5 separate regions of the Mus musculus genome follow, and all the other regions are linked to region 2. A link is a contact called in public HiChIP or PLAC-seq and promoter capture Hi-C data. All regions are on one chromosome and are shown on one strand. Each heading gives the region's core, a stretch centred on a gene start, on an enhancer-like site or on the middle of the called end of the contact. The rest is flanking DNA. Distances are from core to core; before and after follow the strand shown. Region 1 holds the start of Hnrnpr (heterogeneous nuclear ribonucleoprotein R). Region 2 holds the start of Zbtb40 (zinc finger and BTB domain containing 40). Region 3 holds the start of Alpl (alkaline phosphatase, liver/bone/kidney). Region 4 holds the start of Zfp46 (zinc finger protein 46). Region 5 holds the start of Luzp1 (leucine zipper protein 1).

The links. Promoter capture Hi-C pulls out the DNA fragments that hold promoters and counts their contacts. HiChIP or PLAC-seq counts read pairs in DNA pulled down with a chosen protein or histone mark.
Region 1: a promoter capture Hi-C map of hippocampal neurons shows a contact between it and region 2, with 2.1 times the contacts expected there. The contact joins the promoter of Hnrnpr here to the promoter of Zbtb40 in region 2. A contact is called at or near these places in 2 of 39 promoter capture datasets (cranial neural crest and hippocampal neurons).
Region 3: a promoter capture Hi-C map of pre-B cells shows a contact between it and region 2, with 2.4 times the contacts expected there. The contact joins the promoter of Alpl here to the promoter of Zbtb40 in region 2. A contact is called at or near these places in 2 of 39 promoter capture datasets (hippocampal neurons and pre-B cells) and 1 of 115 datasets of contacts at active chromatin or transcription factors (astrocytes).
Region 4: a promoter capture Hi-C map of liver shows a contact between it and region 2, with 2.2 times the contacts expected there. The contact joins the promoter of Zfp46 here to the promoter of Zbtb40 in region 2. A contact is called at or near these places in 2 of 39 promoter capture datasets (cranial neural crest and liver) and 1 of 115 datasets of contacts at active chromatin or transcription factors (memory CD8 T cells).
Region 5: an H3K4me3 HiChIP or PLAC-seq map of embryonic forebrain shows a contact between it and region 2, with 2.5 times the contacts expected there. The contact joins the promoter of Luzp1 here to the promoter of Zbtb40 in region 2. A contact is called at or near these places in 4 of 39 promoter capture datasets (the HPC-7 cell line, cranial neural crest, embryonic stem cells and 1 more), 2 of 484 Hi-C or Micro-C datasets (both in embryonic stem cells) and 6 of 115 datasets of contacts at active chromatin or transcription factors (astrocytes, bone marrow-derived macrophages, embryonic forebrain and 3 more).

Annotation. Positions count from the first base shown.
Region 1 is chr4:136,309,601-136,312,300 of GRCm38.p6, reverse strand. Hnrnpr (heterogeneous nuclear ribonucleoprotein R) reads right to left here and starts at 1,359. Exons shown (of 11, transcript NM_001277121.1): 1 at 1,212-1,359.
Region 2 is chr4:137,047,289-137,049,988 of GRCm38.p6, reverse strand. Zbtb40 (zinc finger and BTB domain containing 40) reads left to right here and starts at 1,294. Exons shown (of 19, transcript NM_198248.1): 1 at 1,294-1,343.
Region 3 is chr4:137,794,963-137,797,662 of GRCm38.p6, reverse strand. It overlaps Alpl (alkaline phosphatase, liver/bone/kidney), which reads left to right and starts at 1,279. Exons shown (of 12, transcript NM_007431.3): 1 at 1,279-1,421.
Region 4 is chr4:136,284,706-136,287,405 of GRCm38.p6, reverse strand. Zfp46 (zinc finger protein 46) reads right to left here and starts at 1,339. Exons shown (of 3, transcript NM_009557.4): 1 at 925-1,339; 2 at 91-334. The coding sequence starts at 196.
Region 5 is chr4:136,468,422-136,471,121 of GRCm38.p6, reverse strand. Luzp1 (leucine zipper protein 1) reads right to left here and starts at 1,361. Exons shown (of 5, transcript NM_024452.2): 1 at 1,272-1,361.

The DNA of each region.
Region 1 (2,700 bases), core at 110-2,609, 740 kb after region 2:
CAACTTTAACCTAAAAAAAAAAAAAAGGTAAAATAGACTCTAGGAAATAAATCCTTCGGATCAAGAGGGGGGATTCAACAACAATGCCACACAGCCAAACCATATTTCTGGATGCAGCAAATATTCTAACGTGACTGGAACCCTTTGACACAAACATTTTTGCAAAAAAAAGAAAATTACAAAATAAAGTCATTTAAATAAGATTTATAAGGACCGCTGGGAGACTCGGGAAGTCAGTACTAGCTTCTCCCTGACTTGTGGCGAACATCTCTAAGCAAAATGTTGAGAGACGGGCTTTTAAAAGAACCAAGGAAAGCTAACGGTTATCTCACAGCTCGGGAGTATCAAGCCTTTAATCACTACGACTGACTCCTGACACATTCTGCTTTTAAAGGGCAAGGGGGGGAAAAATCCCAAACAGGTAACGAGAAAGGACTGAACCTTTCAAGAACCCCTGGGCTTTCGTCTTAAAATTCTGGCCACATGGCTACTACCGTGTAAGAAAAAGAAGCGCTTTTCCAAACTGGAGCGCCTATGACATTCTCAGAATTACCTAGCTCAGGCGCCGCTCGAAACCAAGTGTCACGGCCTCTTAGTAGTCATTTTTTCCTTCAAATCCCGGCTCGAAGCATGCAGGTTGGGGATCGGGCGGGAGGCACCCCCCATACCTCGGCCCCTCGGCTCCGACTCCCGTAAAAGTTTGCTCCCGGCTCAGGTAACCCTGGGACTTGCACCCCGCCCTCGGCTCACCCCACCCCCTCGGGCGCGACCCGGTTATCAACACATCCCACAGGCCGCCGGGCGAGAGGCGGGCCAGGCCTGACCGCAGGCCTCGGGGGCAAGCACCGGGGTCAGGGGGAAACGCCTGAAACCCTTCGCCCGGACCGGGGCCGCGGACAGCGGCGGGCGGAGGCGGGAAAAAGCACCGCGAGACCGGCAGGCCGCACGGAGGACAGCGGACCGAGGGACCGGGGCACCGGAGGGGCTGAGAAGGATGAGCGACAGAGAGAGGAGGCGCCGCGGCGGGACTCAGGCCCGCGGCTGCGCGGCGGGCCGGAGCAGAAGCCGCCCCCGGCCCATCCCCACCCCCACCCTGGGGCCTCGGAGCAAAGACCCAAACTGCAGGCCAGGGCGCCGAGCCTGGACCCGGCCGAGTCCGGTCAGACCGGGACTCCCGGCCCCTCCCCCCCACGGGCCAGCGCGAGACTCACCAGGGCAGAGCTGGGGGCTGGCGGCCTGGCCCGTGAGAAGCAGCGCGAGGCGCTTTGAAAACGACAAGAAATGGCGCGCGCGCCACCCCCTCCCCCCCTCGCATGGACCGAGACGCGATCCCGGCAGCACGCGGGGTTTCCCGGAACTGCTTCCAGGGACTCCGTGCGGCCGACCAATCGGCCCACGAGACCGTATGACGGGCAGCTTGACGGGCCAATAAGAGAGAGGGGAAAGCGGCCCTCACGTCGGGGACTCCGAGGACCAATCGGTGTGGCCGTCGGGCTGAGCCAATGAGGGGTCTCAGCGCCACTGGCTGCGGCGCCTCCGGGGCGGGGGCATGCACACAAAGGGGTCTGTTGGTGGGAGCCCCTGGTAGTGGCGAGGCTGCGGGGCAGCGGGCCTTGCGTGGCCGAAGCTCCTCCCTCTTCTTCTACCACCGTTAAGAGGTTGAAAAATCTAGGCCTCCCGCCGCGTGGCCACCTCCGGAGCCCCGCCCCCTCGGGTCCCGGCGGCCACGCTCCGCAATGGCGCTGCTACCCCGCGCCGGAGTCCCTTATCTCCAATCCTCCCTCCCGCCGTTCTGAGCGTTAGGTCCCGAGCACACCCCATTCGCCACACGCTGGGCTCCATCAATAGATCATCTTGGCTCTAGTCAAAACACAACTTCAGGGTGACTTGACTCGTGTCGCTGGAGATTTCTCTGTAGAAAAGCATCCCTTAGAATGACTGGAGAAACTGCCTGTTTCCCTCCTTGGCTCTTCTCCTCACAGAATAACGTGGATCTGACTCAAGAGTGACGCTAACAGAAAGCAGGGACCCTTCGGAGTTTGGAGACTAGAGTAGGTAGGGTCACTGGATCAACGACTGAAAGCCAGGCAAGCGGGCAAAGGGTTCATTTCCAAGAAACTAATACCTGTTATTCATAAACCTCTCACCTGTCACTCCTGTCCCAACACTACCTCAGTGAAGAAGGTCAAGGGATCTGCTTCCAAACATATCTGGAGATCATGTTTCTCAAATCCTATAAACCAAAGTTTATTGTTAGTCTACCCATGCGTTTTTGAACGGACATGTGCAAAAGTGCACTTGATACGAACTTGATGGCCAATGTAGTAGTGCTGGGAGGTGGGGCCGGTAGTGGGAGGTGTTTCGGGCACTAGGACTCCACCCTCAAAGCATTAAAGCCGACTGATAGGCCTCCAGGCTGTGAGTTTGATGCCTGACTCTAGATCTTCTCTGCATCTTTTGCGCTTCCAGCGTAGGGAGACGGCCCTTATCCCCGCGTGCTCTCAATGTTGGACTTCCCTGCTTCCAGAACTGTAAATTGTAAAGCCTGTCCTAGGGGCTGGAGAGACGGCTCAAATGCAAGTTTAAAATCCTGACTGTGGCCCGGCAGTGGTGGCGCATGCCTTTAATCCCAGCACTCGGGAGGCAGTCAGGCGGATTTCTGAGTTCCAGGCCAGCCTGGTCTACAGAGTGAGTTCCAGG
Region 2 (2,700 bases), core at 45-2,544:
CTTGAACTGTGCCTGCAATCCAACTGGGCACAAGCAAGAACATGCATGCATTCACTTCTCTCTGCTCTATGGATGTGGTGTGATTAGTGGTTTGAAGTCTTTGTCTTGCCTTGACTTCTCCAAGGTGGTGGACTAACCTGCAATTGTAAGCTGAAAAAAATCTTTCCCCCCTTGGTCCTCCTCCTTCTTCCTGGTCTTATTATGTAGCTCTGGGTGTCCTGAAACTACACACACACACACACACACACACACACACACACACACACACACACACACATCAAGGTAGCCTCACAATTCAGAGATCTGCCTGCCTCTGCCTCCAAAGCACCAGGATTAAAAGATGGGTCACTAAGCCTGACTCATTAGACTTTTTTTTGGGGGGGGAGGGGGTTCAGGATATTTTATCACAACAAAAATTAACTAGAACAGCTGCCCAGAGTGCTCTAATGACCCAGAGTGTTCTAATTATTTATCTTCAGCAGTAGCTGCAAACTGCAGTCACAGTATTAGATGACAGAAATTTGAGTGACAGCTCTGCTCCATAGGTTCGGTTTCTGTTTTAAAGGTATTGCATCAAGTCGAGCTGACAGCGACAGTGCTGGGGACGACTGAATATTGTCATTGCCCATGGAACAGCTGTAATCACATTGGGAGCTAGACATAGCAACGAGAAGCCTGGATCTCGGACAAATGGGTCTCCATGTGATGCAGGGACAGCTCTCATGACCAGTGCCAATGGGGCTCATGTTAACTGGATCCGATTCACATCCATTTGACTGCCAGGACACTGGACTCGGGGTTCATAACCAGCGTGTGGTGCTATAGGTTAAAACGTGAGAGGATAATGGCAAAAGAAACCCCGTGTACACCCATACCAAGCCCAGTCCAGAAATCAGTCTCGTTCTCGCCCTGCACATGACTGTTTGTTACAAAAGAAGGAAAGAAATCTTTGTCGTCTCTTCGCAGCAAACCTCAGAAGTGGCTAGGTAAGGGATGGATCATGCTATGGAACATGCTAAGGAAACATCTCCCAAGGTACTGTGAGGCGAAGGTCAAAGGTCAAGAGCAGACCAGGTTCCAAACTTGGAAGCCTGCCATTGGTAGAAAGCGTGCACGTGATGCAGGGACAGCCTTCTCGCGAGACCGTCCCCCAGCACGTGACTACGGCGTGCGCACATCCGGGCTACGGCCCTCGGCGTTTTCCCCGGCCCCAAGATGGCTGCCTTTTGGCGTCTCCAGCGCTGTTGAATGGAGAAAGCTTTATTGTTCCCTTCGGGCAGGAGTGTTCGTGTCCTCAATGGCGCTGTCAATAAAGAACGGCAGTTTGAATCGGTGCTGAGCAGGTAACCATAGAAACGGCGCTGGGACTCTGCGCGGAGACCCCTGTCGCGGCGGAGGCTCCCGAGACTCCCTGAGTGAGGGGCGCCCCAGGACCCCTGGGGGACGCAGGGGATGCGCGGAGCGAGCTCCGCCTGGCTCGCGTCGGTCACAGCCGCCGCCGTCCGCTGTCCTCGGGACGTGGCCCCCGGGAACAGCCCTCACTTCGGGCGCAGCCTAGGTTGTTGCGTCCCGTGGAAGGACGCGGGACACTGCCTGGCATCTGCGGCCCTCACTCCCCGGCTCCCGGGCTGTGCTGCGGACGCCCCGGCCCAGAGGGCTCCCTCCCATCTCTGCTCTCAGCTTTTGTTTATCCGCTGTAAAACAGTTGCGGGGAAATAGAAGTCGTGGGAAATAAAACTTCAGCTCCCAGCAGTGAAGTTGCACGGAGACGCAGCTATGGTCGTTTTTTGTTTTCTTTTTAACGGGTTGTCCGGCCGCTCGCCTGCCGCGGGGCGGGGGAGTGCGCGCAGTTGCCCCGGCTGCTTTTCGGCTTTGATGGAAAGGTCCATAAAGCCAGAGTCATTTCTCTCCGGCGCTTTACAGAAGTTTGCCAATCCTGGCCCGAGGCACAGTTGACACGATATGTGACTAGCTTCCATGATGCCGTCAAGCTAGTGGTCTCTCATTCCTTACAAAGCTATCACCCGCCCAGTGTGTGCAATTGGCCATCTATTTTATGTCTCTACGTAGCTTTGCAGTGTATTTTCCCTGCACAAAACGTGAAGTGTGATTAGGGTGTGCTAGCTTATAGGGCTGGCAATGTGAGGCTGTCGCTGGGAAATCCCCCTTGTATGATAGCCTAGGTCACATTACCTCAAACTGTAAGTTTTCTCCCTCTGGGAGTGCTCTTCCTTGGAATTGTATCCAAATCTTGGTGTGGGTTATAGCTGTTTAAGCAATCAATGTAGGGTTAGGGTTAGGAAGTGCAAATTTTCAGTGCTTGGCATAAATTATGCTCAATGTAGACATGGTTCTTCGGTGACAGGTTCCCATTCTGTCTTGTGCTTGTTTTGACACAGACCTCATGTAGCCCAGGCTGGCCTGGAAATAAATAAATATACGTATATGTATTTGTGTGTGTGTATATGTATACACACATATTATATATATACATATATATATATATATATATATATATATATATATATATATATATAGGCTGGCCTGGAAATAAATACATATACATATATGTATTTGTGTGTGTGTGTATATGTATATGTGTGTGTATATGTATGTATATATATGTATATATATATATATATGTATATGTATATATATATAGGCTGGCCTGGAAATAAATACATATACATATATGTATTT
Region 3 (2,700 bases), core at 30-2,529, 750 kb before region 2:
TAAATAAGGAGTAATTTACCCAATACTTGGTCTCACTTTGTAAAAACATAAACTTATTTCTCAAGGGAAATTTCCTAGCACCGCTGTAAATAAACAGCATTAATTATTAAAATACAAGAACAAATGAAAACAAACCCAGGCATTCCTGGGTTTTGGCATCAGGCTCCAGTTCCGGCCCTGAACTTACCGATGAGGTCACATGTTGTCTCTGGGCCTTGCTTTTCCTCCTGTAAAATGGGCTCAATAGTAGAGCTCATATAGAAGATGCCTGGACCTAAGACGGAACTTCAGGGTAGAAGTGATCAATCCTAGGTGCCCAGGAAGATGGAGTTCAGGGAAACCTGATCTTTGCTTTCAAATCTCTGGCTGTTGGGGATTAGAGGTACAGATGGGTTTTGTCAGCTTCAGTAGCGATGATAAGACCCTCCTCTTAGGAGGAAATGAGGAAGTATTCAAATGGTGGTGGCATTCAAACCTACCTCCAGGAGTTCACAGTAGGAAACGAATCAGAGACTTCAAAACCAGACTGGCTTTCAGGGGAAGGGAGGTGGTGGCCCTTGGGGAACTGGATAAGGCCCACTGGCACCCAGCGGTTGCCTTTCCTTGTTTCCTGTGCATGTTCCAAACTCGGTCTCTTATAACTCTCCCAATAACGTGAAGGAAGAAAAACCAGGGGATAGTGTCTGCGGGTTATAGAGCCTTGGCCAGTCCCCCGAAGTCACCAGAGCAGGCCTGTGGGCCTAGACAGTCTGGCTCCACTGCCTGGGAAGTGGTCTGCCCCGGGCAGGTCCTGGGGCTTCTGGCTGGGACAGACAGAATGTCCTGAGTCCCTGTTTCTTCAGATATTAGGGAGGGAGGGCCCTGTCCAAGGGGTCTCCTTCTGCTTCCTACTGACTTAGTTAAGGGCAAAAGAGAAAGTGGATAGGAAAGGGGTAAGGGTGTGAGGCTCAGAGGTGCACATGGTGACGGACAAGGATGTGTAGGCAGAAAGACGCACAGAAAAAAGGAGCCAGGTGGGTTCACAGACGCGCAGGGTCAGGCACAGGAAGACAACCATCGAGGGACAAAGTCTCCTACAGAGAAATCAAACCTAAAGACAAGCCAGCTGCACCCTGAAGCCAGGATGAGCCGCAGGGAAAGAGAGAGGCAAGGCGGGTTACCCTGCCTGTTGCAGCCCTACGGGCCGGGTCGAGCGCCGCGCTCCCGGCAGGGGGCGCCCTGGCAACGCAGAGGCACCCGCCTGGGGCTCGGGGTGCGGGCCGGGGGCGGGGCGGCCGGGGGCGGGGAGGCCGGCGGGTGCTCGGCCAGGCCGCCTTCATAAGCAGGCGGGGGAGGTGGCCGCCAGAGTACGCTCCCGCCACTGCGCTCCTTAGGGCTGCCGCTCGCGAGCCGGAACAGACCCTCCCCACGAGTGCCTGCAGGTAAGGAAAGCATGCTGCGCCCGTGGCTTGCGCGACTCCCACGCGCGCGCTCCGCCGGTCCCGCAGTGACTGTCCCAGCCACGGTGGGGACACGTGGAAGGTCAGGCTCCCTGGGGACCCACGACCTCCCGCTCCGGACTCCGCGCGCATCTCTTGTGGCCTGGCAGGATGATGGACGTGGCGCCCGCTGAGCCGCTACCCAGGACCTCACCCTCGTGCTAAGCACCTGCTCCCGGTGCCCACGCGCCTCCGTAGTCCACAGCTGCGCCCTTCGTGGTCCCTTGGCACTCTGTCCCGTTGGTGTCTAAAGTAGTTGGGGAGCAGCAGGAAGAAGGCACGTGCTGCGATCTTTGGCGGGAGAGATCGGAGACCGCGTGCTAGTGTCTGTCTGAGAGTGGGGGAGCCCAGGAAACGGAAGGAGCCTGTGAACGGTTCCAGGCTGTGTGCAGGTGAGAGTGGGGCTGCTGCCTTGCCCAGCGCGGGTAAGAAAGGGTTAAAGGCACAGTCACAGCGGCAGGACCCAAGACGGAGGAAAAAAACCTCATTCTTACTCCCACATTGTCCATGGTAATCCTTTTCAACGCGTAATGGGCCTGAGGAAGGAAGACTTGCAAAGGACTCTGGGGTATGCCTGTGAATCCTGATTAAAAAGGAAAGCTGGCGCGGCAACTCTGGAGAGATGCTGGCAGTCTGGAGGCTGAGGATCTCTGTGAGTTCGAGGCCACTCTAACACTCTAGGAAGATTAGGTCTCAAAATCATACACACACACACACACACACACACACACACACACACACACACACACACACACACACATACATATAACAGAGGGATTATTCTCAGGCCTGAAAGAACGTTTGGCTCCAAGAAGAATTCAAAGACCCCCCCTCAGGCAGCCTCAGATTCTCAGTCTGGTTGAGAATTAGGGCAACTGTTTATTAAATGCTGGATAAGGACTGCTCTGACACCTGACAGACTACAAATAGGGACAGAGAGTTTTAGACAATGTAGGCAATGACATTAGGCATTGAACCCTGTTGCCCATTCTCCACAGCCCAGGAGATTAAGGAGAGCCCCCCCCCAGTATGCCCTTCACCCTCCAAGCCTCTCTGGTCTCCCCAGTCAGCTCTTTCCTCTCCCACTCCCTGGCCGTCTCCTGTCTCTGCCTCCTTTTCCAATTCCTGAACCGTCTCTGGTTCCCTTAGGGGAGAACACAGCTTCTCAGAAGCCTACTGGTGGAGTGAGACAGGTCTGGGCTGGTTCGCAGCCATGTCAGTG
Region 4 (2,700 bases), core at 90-2,589, 760 kb after region 2:
CAACAAACAAGGCTGTATCGAAAAGACCTAAGCCGTTCTGACAGTTTCAAAACCCCTAAGAGGTAAGACAAGATAAAAGTCCTCACTCACCCAGTGAGACAACATTTCCGTAATTCTCCTGCATCACATCCCTGTAAAGATCTCTCTGTGTAGGATCCAGAGGTCTCCATTCTTCCCGAGTGAGGTACATGGCCATATCTTCAAATGTCACAGGGGCCTGAAATCACACAACGCTTCCTCACTACTTGGTATCTAGGAGTTTAGAACCAGCTTTTCTTCTTGAAATTAGAGACATGGTTAGAAATGTCGAGAAGGCAGTGGCATTAAGTCTCATCTGTAGAGTCCGAAGGAAAAAAAAAATAATAAAGAAAGAAGAAAAAAAGACATGTGGTCAAAAGACAGGGGCAATCTACTAGCTTCCCGCTCAGGCCGTCCCTGCCCACTTTGGACCCTTACATACAAGGCTCTCCTTTTCTTAGACCAGTGAAATTCTCGTCTTTATGGCCCAGTTCTAGAGCCAACTGCTGTTCTGTTTCTCCCCACCCTTTATCACTCTTCGCTCCATCCTTGGACACCACATCTAGAATTAACCACTCCTCGACTTACTATTTCCCACACCACAATACGTCCTTGCTCAGGCCAACAGAATACTTACCATATCGCATCCAGGTTAACCGGACACACCGTTCTCCCTACAGATTGTTGGCAAGAAGGGTACCACCCATCTTGTTTGGTTTTATTCTCCTCAGTATTTAGTCTTACAGTGGGTGTTCTATATATGCTTGTATATGGTTATATTAGCCAACTCGAAGCCCGTATACTAAGCAGAATAGCAAAATGAGCTTATCCCAGGGAATTTCCTATAGGGGTTTGCAGACGGGGAAACACCGGGCAAGATGGGTAAGCAGAGCCCTCGGGGCTTACCTGAGTCCCAGACATGAGCAGGGTGGCTGCCATCTCGGGCTCAAGCGTTCGTCTCCTGGGAGAGAGAGAGCAGGAAAACCAGCTAGCAGACAACGTTGAAGGAGGCGAAAAGCAGGACGTGAGGCGCGGCAAGAGGCCCTGCCCACTACTCCCTAGGGCTGGAGTTCTGGTCGCAGGGTATGAGGGGAAGGCCCAGGACTGGTCACTCTCCTCTCTGACTCCCGAAGAGTCACCCACTCTCCGTGTCTCGGTTAATATCGAGTACGTGCAACGTTAGGGTAGGAGAGGGCAGGCACTGGCTGGGTGCCCCCTAGGCTGGGGGGTCAGGCCGATGCAATTCAAGGGAGGAGGCTTTCAACCCAGCCCATAGAACGCCTCTGCTCTGCCATCTCCGGGCTGGGACCTTTCCGGCAGCAATCCCAGCCAATCAGCGAAAAGAAATCGTAAAATATCTGACCAATCAGAAGCCAAACCATCAGCCCTCCTCCTGCGGCGTGGCCGGGTAGCTCCATCACGCGTGCGCGCACCTCGCGGCCTGACGGGACTTGGAGTTTCACTCTGGCGTACAAAGGCCACTTAGCAGCCAAGAGCAGGGGAGGGAAAAGAACAAAAGGGAAGAGACAGGACCGCGACCTTCAAGACCAGTGAGAATACCCCCACACATACTTTTTTCTCGGAAACCACAGCACGACTCAGCAAAGGAAGCGTCTGTGTTTTTTTTTTTTTCTCATGGCCCTACGACCATCTTTGAGTCATATATTATCCGCGAGGTTAGATTGAGTGTGGAAGCTCGGGCTGACCTCAGCTGAGATCACCCCTCATTTGACAGCCCAGGCCAGAGCGGGAAAAGGCTTCTTTTCCCTCCCTTGGGAGACTCCCTGGCCGGGATGGAACTTTGGGCCCCGCCCACGGACTCCCAACACCGCCTGAAGCTCTCGCTTTCTGGATACTGAGAACTACAACTCCCAGTAGGCCTTCCGGCAGTCACAACCCACCCCAGACTACATATCCCACGAGGCCTCGCGTCCCCTGTCCGGTGCTGGAGTGCTGTCCGCGGCCCGGCCCAGGGTGTTCCAACGTTAACCCTGTAGGGAGCGTCTCGAGCTCTTTTATAGAGACGGAGCTCAAGTGCACCCATCTAAGTCGCCAAAACATTGAAATCAGAAGCGGGGGGGTGGGGTAGGGTGTGTAGGGAAATAGCTGGCCCTGGAGTGGGAGACTCAGGGACTTGGTACTCTTGAGGGTGTCTCTGCTGAAAGGAATCTTGGAGACCTCCCAACATCATGAAAACCTTAGGCCTGCGACAACCTGGAGTCCTAAGGATGCTAGTAGTCTCTGTTTCAAAGAAATCACAAAACCAGATTAGGACAGAACGGACAGGCTTACCTCCTGGTCTGTGGTCGCTGGCTCCTCAGAGATCTAAAGAGGCCTGACGTTCAGAAAGGTTCTAGATATCACCAGCAGATTCCAGAGATCTCAGGGCCATGAATAGAAATCCGAATCCATGGATTAACAGGCAAAGGGCAGGGTTTGGTTGTAGGATGAGCACAAAGCTTCAAGACTGCAGAGACTGTTCTATAGCTCCGGGAAACAACAATCTCATAAACAGATCTCCGAGGCCACAACAGCTGGCCAAGAAACATCAGCGTTGGCTATGCTGCATTCACTCAGAATCCTCCAAATGGAAGGACTTGTAGCCTTTCCTTTCCCTAGCGGGGATGAAGGAATTAGACAATGGAAGGCGAGGGCTAAGCAAAACAGGGATTCTGTGTGGGG
Region 5 (2,700 bases), core at 112-2,611, 580 kb after region 2:
AATCTCAAAAATATCTTCCAAAAGGCACTGAGGTCCAGAGAGTTATTTTCTCCTGAATGGACAGAAAAGCCACCACGAGGCGCTCAGAAGCACAATCCTTTCCCCCAAGGTCATTCAAGTCATCGAAGGTGCGACAGAGAATCTGCAAGCTGCTCGGTTAAAGAACACTGCGGAGATTTTTTTTTTTTTTTTGGAGGTGTGTGAAGGGGGATGGGGGGGGGGGCTGCCTGCTCTCTTCCCCTCTCCCACCCCGAAGTGTGAGCACCCGCCTCGGCATTTCCGAAACAAGCCACAACAAGCTCTGCAGTGTTAGGAAAGGGGCTGACGCGATGAAGAAACAGATGCTCCATAGCAAGATGGGTCTTTCTCGGCCGGCTGAGGCTCCTGCGAGGTAATTAGCAGAAACCGCAGGCACCTCGGAGAGGTCCCCACCGGGCTGCGGAACCCACCAGCCCCGCCGTGCCAGTGCCCGTGCCCGGGACGCCGGCTTCCACCTCGCTAGTCGCCTGGCCAGCCGCAGGCCAAAAGCGGCTCCCGAAACCGCACTTCATTCCTGCGCTTCGGGAAGCCATGGCTCCCTTCCCTGCCGGGCCGCGGGGCGGGGTGCGCGCTGCGGAAAGTTCACCGCGGCGGCGGGAGGGGGCCGGCGGCTACCCGAGTGCCCCTGCAGATTCCACCATTAATTAGTCCTCGGGACTGTCGACTGGCAACTTAAACAAAGCGAATGCCTCGAATTCCTTCCCGGGCCGCGGCGGTCTGGCCCGCGAGACGGGAGCAGCGCGCCGGCGGGAGCCGCGCGGGCGGGCGGGCGGGCCGCAGCCCCGGGGCCGACAGCTGCGGACGCCCCGGGGCCGCCGCGGGCCTCTCCCCGGCCCCCCGCGCGTCGCGTCCCGCACACCGGCCGCGGCCCTTCCTGTCCGCTCACTTCCTTCCTCCCGGCTCGCCGCCCCGCGGAGCCCGGCGAGGACCCCGACGCCTCCCTCCCTGGCCGCCACAGCCGCGCTCGCCCTCACTCGGCGTCTCCCCAGTCTCCTCAGAAACGTCCCTCCCCCTCCTCAGGAAGAAAAAAAAATCTCTGAGTCTCTCCCTCCAACTCCAGCCACACTCTCTCCGGCTGGCCCACCGGAGACCTCCCCTTCCCGGCTCCGCTTCCAGAACCCGCGCGCACTCCCCGCCGTCCCCGGGACACCCCGGCCGAGACCCCCTCACCCCCGGCACACAAGCCGGACTCCCAGGCCGCCCGCCTCGCCACACTCCCGCCGCCGCCTCACCTCAGCGGCTGCGGCCCGCGCTCCCGCCGCCGGAGGATCCGGCGCTCCGCTCCCAGCGGCCGGCGCCTGCTCAGGCTCCCCCAGACTGACAATGAGGGGCGGGGCCTTGTGTGGCGTCAGCGCTCCGGGGCGGGGCGTATGCCAGGCCACGCCTCCTTTGGTCCTTTTTTTAAGCCCTCCCACTTCCAAGCCCAAGGTTTGAACCCAGCCAAGTTTTCATTGCCTTCCTAGCTAGGTGCCCCGGACCTGGGCTAGGCTCCGGAGGAAACCTGACTTGGAAGGCAAGACCGCGCTCAAAAGAAACGCTTTCAGAGACGTTGGGAGGGTGCAGTAAAATCGTCCATGCAAAGGGATTAGGGCCTGAAATGAAGTCATCGCTCAACCAAACACCTCTTACTCAGTGAGTGTGGAGAAGGGACTGGGCGTGGCTCAGAGGTCATGACTTCTAGTCCCACTGGCTCCACATTCATTCCTCAGGTGCTGCCAGGAAAGTCCTTTCCCATCTATATCCCTTACTTTTCCTTCTTTAAAATGGGAATCGGCAGTGGGCCACATGGTCTCAAAAAGTCCCCCCAATGCCTTCTATGTACAAAGTACTAGGGCCAAGAGAACCCCTGGGGGGAAGTGGACTTTGAAGGTAGCTCAGGACCTAAATCCTGCAGCGCACAGGCCACATTCAGAGACGTTCTGTGGGCGCCCTCCCACGCGCTGGCACCCAGCAGCCTGCACAAGCCGGGACACAGATGGCTAAGAGCTGCTTCCTCTCTGACTGCAGGAGTATGGCTGGTCTCTGGAGACGCCTCTTGTGTAAGCTCTTTATTGCCTATGGAACAAAGGCCAAATCCATGGCCTGGTATTCTCACTTCCTACCTTCATACACACGCTCTGAAGTTTACCCAAACTTCCCTTAGCACACCCACCGCTTTCCCACATCCGCCCTTCTGCTTGTCACCTCATCTCCTGTGTGCGTCCTCCTATTTCTCCCAAGGCAAAAAGACCAACCCTCTTTGCTCTCTGTACCTGGTGGCATTGACTCCAGCTCTCACAGGGCCGTGGATACATTATAACTTGTATCCTGTTGACCTCCAGCTGGGTGTGGCAGTGGCACATTCCTATCTTTAATCCCAGCACTCAGCAGGCAGGTGCATTGCTAGTTTGAGACAAGCAGGGCTACAAATAAGAAAACATGTCTTAAAAAATAATGCCATCCATGGCCATGAGCGCTGGTAGGCAAATGCTGAAGAGGGTGAAACAGGAGAATCACACATTTAGGGCCAACCTGGAGTACCCTTTGGGGCTGGGGATACAGTTCTGTTGGTAGAGCATTTGTCTAGTATGCACAATGCCCTGGCTTCAATCACAAACACTGCATAGTTGGATGTGGTAGCATATACCTCTAATTCCAGCACTCAGGAGGTAAAGCCAGAAA